Linked DNA regions of Oryctolagus cuniculus: region 2 is linked to region 1. Evidence: chromatin contacts called from public Micro-C data. All regions are on one chromosome and are shown on one strand. Each heading gives the region's core, a stretch centred on a gene start, on an enhancer-like site or on the middle of the called end of the contact. The rest is flanking DNA. Distances are from core to core; before and after follow the strand shown. Region 1 overlaps SPIDR (scaffold protein involved in DNA repair). Region 2 holds the start of CEBPD (CCAAT enhancer binding protein delta).

The links. A called contact is a pair of places that touch in the nucleus more often than the background predicts.
Region 2: a Micro-C map of ear pinna shows a contact between it and region 1, with 5 times the contacts expected there. The contact joins the promoter of CEBPD here to the enhancer-like site in region 1. A contact is called at or near these places in 3 of 6 Hi-C or Micro-C datasets (ear pinna, skin fibroblasts and an unstated tissue).

Annotation. Positions count from the first base shown.
Region 1 is chr6:71,771,905-71,775,128 of mOryCun1.1, forward strand. The region is part of intron 8 of SPIDR (scaffold protein involved in DNA repair); the gene reads left to right. Among named protein-coding and RNA genes, the nearest start is that of CEBPD, 190 kb to the right of the region's middle. Within about 2 kb of position 1,502, at least 5 of the 8 cell types and tissues checked have an H3K27ac peak or open chromatin away from gene starts, as enhancers often do. A contact at or near this core is called in ear pinna, where this site is marked.
Region 2 is chr6:71,961,553-71,964,588 of mOryCun1.1, forward strand. CEBPD (CCAAT enhancer binding protein delta) reads right to left here and starts at 1,345. Exons shown (of 1, transcript XM_051844484.2): 1 at 45-1,345. The coding sequence starts at 1,282. The coding sequence ends at 452. The region is part of intron 19 of SPIDR (scaffold protein involved in DNA repair); the gene reads left to right.

The sequences.
Region 1 (3,224 bases), core at 252-2,751:
AGGAAGCTCCTGGCTCCTGGCTTCGGATCGGCCCAGCTCCTGCTTTTGCAGCTATTTGGGGAGTGAACCAGTAAATGGAAGACTTCTCTCTGTCTCTCCCTCTCTCTGTCTGTAACAACTCTGCCTTTCAAATAAACAAATTTACAAAAAAAAAGATTTTTTTCTTGGTTTATAATGTTTTGTGTGTTGATAGCTATTCTTTTTCATTCTGATCTTTTTAGCAAAATATGTTTACTTTCTACACTTAAAGTTTTTACTTTGCAAGAACTTTGAATATGGAATATCCGATAACTTCATTCTCAGCTACTCATCTTTGTTTCTCAGTTTTTCTGAAAATTTCCATAAGGAATTTTAGAGTGATATGTCTCATAACAATGATAAATATTTTGAAAACACTGTATGCACTCCTGTATTGATCAGGTGGCTTGTTAATGATCTTCTAGCTTGTTAATGACCAGCTTAGCATGTGTGAACTTCACAGATAGCAAGGACCTCACTTGTTCATCTTTTTACATCTTGTTGAAACTGGTACCTGCTCTGGTAGGAACTGAACAAAACTTGACCCATTTAATTTTATGCTTGCCTCAGACATGTTCCAAGAAGTCTGCCTAAATAATATTTTGTTCGTTCATTTTCAGTATTAGCCTTGAGAATCTAGGTACCCTCAGTTTTTTCTCTCAGCCCCTGAACTGATTCCTACCTTTCCCAGTTTAACTATTGTTAGCCCAAGACCATGTGCCAGATATGGCATGAAGATTTTTAACTTATCCCTTTAAAAAAAAAAAAGCTGCTGCACATTATGCTTTGCATGTTTAATCCTTAACGCACACTTAAAGGAGACATTATTATCCTAAGTTTGTAGATGTGGAAACTAAAGTCAGAGAGATTAAAGAATTTGCTAAGTGCCCTGCCATGGCAGACCCCAAAGCCATGGTGGCACCGGGCCTAGCTTCAGAAGCAAGCCCGTCTTCGTCTTAGACTTGCTTCGGTGTTTAGTACACAGTGACCTGCTAATGGCCTGGGGGAAACAGCATAATGTAGCCCAAGTGTTAGGGCACCTGCCACCCATGTGGGAGACCCAAAAGAAGTTCTTGGCTCCTGGCTCCAGCCTGGCCCAGCACTGGCCTAGCACTGGCCTTTGTAGCCATCTGGGAAGTAAACCAGGGGAGAGAGGATCTCTCTCTTTCTGTCTCTCCCTCTCTCTGAGTAACTATTTCAAAGTAAATACATCTTTTAAAAAAGAAAAAAAACTTTATTTTAGGAGGCCTATATTTCATCATTTCTTCCATACTGTCCTCCTGTATACATCTAGATTTAAATGTTTATATCTGACATTTGCTTCACTGTTTCACATGCCTGGCCACTGTCCCTCGGGGCTCCTGTAATCACAGCAGCGCTGTGGTACAGCCAGCCATGGACAGCAGGCAGAGGTCTTGACCTCTCCTGACCTGCCCCTATGAAACCTCTGGCTCTCAGAATTTGTGTGTGTGTTCCTCCTCCAGGCTCTGTGACAGCCCTGGCCAGCTGGAGGCTTGAGAAACAGGCACATAAACCTCCTGGCACCATTCAGGGTCTGCTGGGGCCAAAATATGTCACTGTCCTAATTCTCTCAGGATCTTAAAGCATTTTCATATTAAGTTATTGAAAAGACCCAGAGAACCACAGTTGATGGTACATGAGGTCAGAGAGCATTCAGAGGTTGGAAGGCAGCTGGGAGAATTAAGTAATTATTCATATGTTTTAAGACTTTTTAACAGTCAGTATCCAAAGGAGAAAGAGCAGAGCTAACAATTTCCATCATAGGTGCTGGCTGTGGAAGTTGAGATACTTCCTGCAAAGCATTTCTGGTATCATTTGGGTAAAACTTAATCTTGTGTGGGGACCTTTTGCAGAAGGAAGTTTCTATTTCCACAGGACTACATGAAAGGTGTAAAGGGCACACTGTGAATTGGGGATGACACACCCTGTTTTGAATTAGATTTCCTGCTAGTTCTGATTGGCGGCATTCTTCCCGGACTCGGGTGAATTTGGTTCCAGTGTTTGCTTGTAAAACTGAATCCAGTCATTGTATTTTCAGTTTGGCTTCCTGCCTGCTATTAAAGTACAGAGCAAACTTCAGCCAGTAACTCCCTATGATTCTGTGTCCTCCATAAAGAGTAGGGAAAGGAGAGGGGAAAACCCAAGGGTGACTGAGTTCATTTGCATACTGTGCCAGAGGGCAGCTGCTGGCTGCTTTGCCATCACATGATTCTGTGGAGAATCCTCATATTCCACTTACCGGAATAGGAGACAGCCCAGGGCAGGGGGCAGGGTGTAAGCTAGTCACTCACTCTTCATGGTTCTAGCTTTGGCATTATCAGCCATGTAACCTGTTTACTTCTACCTGGTTAGCAATTCTATGTGAAAATGTGGGAGAGTTTCTGTTCCTCCCCCTTTCCAAAGTATTTCGGATAAAGAGTGTGTAAAGAGAAGTCACTGCAAAACCGTGGAACCTCCCTCAGTAGATCTGATTGTCCCTGTTGCATTTTCCTGGAGAGTCAACCAGGCCTTGGACATGGTTGATTAGATTCATGGAGAAGCTCTGTGGGGCTCACCCTTCTCCCTGGAGTCTGCAAACATGATGCAGTCTACTCACTGTAGCTTCAGAGCCCATTGTGACTCCTGCAGAACTCAGTAGGGGAAGGGTCAGAAGGGGCTCATTCTTTGCAAATGTGAAGAGGTCCAGAAAGAAGCCATTTGCTAAGAGTCCCCCAAATCCTCCTCCTCCAACACACACACTTTAGACTTCATAGATTTGGGGAAAGGGCAGTAGGGAAGGATGGTCTGTTCCGGGACTCTTCCAAAGGTCCCTTTTTCACATGGAGGCATTGCCATGGAGGCACTGGATTTGAAATGATGCCGAAGGCTTGGTATATACCCACAGCCTGGGTGACATCGTAGCATGCATACCTCCCACTGTCCTAATTGAGTTAATTCTAGTCTGACCCATAGGATTAGAGCCAGATTGCTTTTTCTTTAGACTTTGCTTAAGCAAATAAAGGTAAATAAATTTTTAGTTTACTGTAACAAAGAGCAGAATCCAGCTACCTTTCCGTTCCTTGCTAGGTACTAAGAGATAAATCCAAGAAGTCAAGACACAGACTTTGGTCACGGGGAACCTTTGGTCTTTCTTTGACTAGAAGCCTTAAGAACAGCTGTCATATCATGACAGACCATGAACAAAA
Region 2 (3,036 bases), core at 95-2,594, 190 kb after region 1:
CGCCACCGGCGTGCAGCAGTCACTGCGAATATAGGAAGCAGGGGCGATTTTAAATGCTTCTTTATTCTTACAAATACTGTAAAAATTAATATAAAAAAGTGAGCATGCTCAGTCTTTTCCTCTTATCTATAATACAAAGGGTTTGTCTGAAAAGTTTTTTTTTTTTTTCATACAAATGTACCTTAGCTGCATCAACAGGAGTATGATGTAGAAAAAGCTACCATTATAAAAATAATTTAAGGGAAAATAAACACGTATAGCTTCTCTCGCAGTTCAGTGGTGGTAAGTCCAGGCTGTAGCTTCCCGTCGCCCACACGTCCCGAAGAAAACTGCAGCCGGCGCCGGGCGGCTCTGTGGGCGCCCGGGCTGCGCAAGGCAGGGCACGCTCGCTCCCGGGCCGTCGGGTCTGAGGTATCGGTCGTTGGTTAGTCTGTCCCGTTCGGGCCGCGCGTTACCGGCAGTCGGCGGCCCCGGTGGCGGGCAGGAAGGGCGGGCTGGGCAGCTGCTTGAAGAACTGCCGGAGCCCGGCCAGGTCCCGCGTGAGCTGCTCCACGCGCTGGTGCAGCTTCTCATTCTCCGCCGACAGCTCCACCAGCTTCTGCTGCATCTCCTGGTTGCGCCGCTTGGCCTTGTCGCGGCTCTTGCGCACGGCGATGTTGTTGCGCTCGCGCCGCTGCCTGTACTCGGGGCTGCCGCGGTCCGGGCCCCTCTTGCCGGTGCCCTTCTCCCGGGCAGGGCCGGGCGCGGGGCTCGGCCCCGGGCTGGCTCGCGGCGGCTCCGGCGACGTGGGCGGTGTGGGTTGCGCGGCGGCCGCCAGGCTCACCACGGTCTGCGCGCACGCGGCCACCTGCGCGGGCAGCAACGAGCCCGGCGCGTCGCCGCCGTCGCCCCAGTCGGGTTCGCGCTTGAGCGGACGCGGGGCGGCGGGGCCTGGGCCCGGGGGCCGCGGGGGACCGCCTGGCAGCAGCTCCAGGGCGCCCGCTCCGCCCGCGCCGCCGCCGCCGCCTGCTTTGTGGTTGCTGTTGAAGAGGTCAGCGAAGAGCTCGTCGTGGCACAGTTCCAGGGTGGGCACTGCGGCCATGGAGTCGATGTAGGCGCTGAAGTCGATGGCGCTTTCGTCGTCGTACATCGCGGGGGCGGCGGCGCCCGGCTCCCCGAGGGTCCCCGGTTCGGCCCCTCGGCCCGGCTTTCCCACTCGACCCGGCTCGTAGAAGGGTGCGGGCTCCGTGGGCCAGGGCGCGCCGCGCGCCGGGCCGTCCAGGCTGAAGAGCGCGGCGCTCATGGCGGCGTCGGGCCGGGCTCGGAGTCCAATTGCGGCTGTCACCCAGCTGGGCCGGGCCCGCCGCCTTTTCTAGCCCCGGCTGACGCGCACGCCCCGCCCCGGCTCCGGCACCGCGGGGGCGCCCCGGGGCCGCGGGGGAGGGGGGGCGCACCCTAAGAGCCCCCGCCCTGCGCCCTGGAGCCGCCCCCAGCCCCGAGCCTTGCCCTGGCGCACATCCCGCCTTGCTGCGCGCCGGGGGCCCCTACGCGGCCGTGGGACCCCCGGAGCGCGCGTGGGGGAGGGGCGCGCGCCTCTTCCCTCCGCCCCCGGCCGGCCCGAGCCGCGCTGCTGGGAATGACCCTCCCTCTGCCCGCACTCCAGGCCTTCCCTCCTTCCTGTTTGTGAGCTTTGGAACCTCTTGGTTTCTCGGTGCCGGCAGTGAAATCAAAACCAAGACTTGGCCGTGGCGTGCACGTCGCGGGAGGGAGAGGGACTGGGCGACTCAAGGACGGAGGGGTGCGCGCGGCCGGGAGGCTCCTGGGCCGCAAGCGGCTGATTCGCCCACCCGACCTTTGCCCGGACGCCTCCGCCCCGGGAACGGATGCGGGCAGCTGCCCAGAGGGCAGGCTGCCGGGACGGTCTCCCGGCGCAGCCTCTACTGGGACATGTCCGCGAGGCGGCGGGCAGGCAGTGGATGGCGGGAGGCCGTCCCGCACCTCACCCGCCCGTCGCTCTGGAGCTGGGCGTTCCAGCTAGCCCTAGGGGTCGACGCCCAGCAAAATGCTGTTGGTGCGTCCCAACCAAGGGGCAGCGGGACGTCCTCGTCGAGAGCGGAGTGCAGGGCAGCGGTGGTCGCCCTGGACATAGCGTGCCCCGGGGGCGCCGAGGCCCTCCTGCCGTCCCGAGCCCCGCAAGGCACCCGCGCTCCCCTCGAGCTCCTGCGCACTGGGCCGAGGCTTCCGGGTCTACTAAAGCAGTGCCATCTTGTGGTGGTGTCTTGCTTCAGCCCTATTGTTAATGCCAGGCTCTTTTTCCCTTTCTGACTACTCCAAAATACAGTGCTGTTGAATTTACAGTATTTAGGTCCTTTAGGGAAGAAACACAGCTGTAACCGGGTGTTAGGCTGCTAGCTCTTCATACTGTGAATTGCATGAGAAGACGCGGCGAGGATGGGCTTGATTTCCTGCGGTTTGAGGCAGGCATTCTCGTCAATTCTACTAAGTCACAACCCTTATTCAGTCCTGGCCTCCATCTCGCATCTCTTCTTCGCTTAGGCTTTTCACGCACCCTGGGTTGGTTCCGAGCACCAAACGTTCCACAGACTGCTCCGGTCCATCCTAGAGATAATTGGTAATTTCTTTTTTGTTTTAAAGATTTATTTATTTTACTTGAAAGTCAGAGTTACATAGAGAGAGGAGAGGCAGAGAGAGAGAGAGAGAGAGAGGTCTTCCATGGTTCACTCCCCAGTTGGCCGCAATGGCCGGAGCTGCTGCACCCATTCGAAGCCAGGAGCCAGGAGCCAGGAGCTGCTTCCGGGTCTCCCACATGAGTGCAGGGGCCCAAGGACTTGGGCCATCTTCCACTGTTTCCTAGGCCATAGCAGAGAGCTGGATGGGAAGTGGAGCAGCCAGGTGTTGAACCCAGATGGGATGCCAGCGCTTCAGGCCAGGGTGTTAACCCGCTGCACCACAGTGCCGGCCCCTGGAGGTAATTTCTAATATTGCACTGAAACTATGGGATATTTAATGGGTTTTCTAAAAGGACAGACCGCTTTA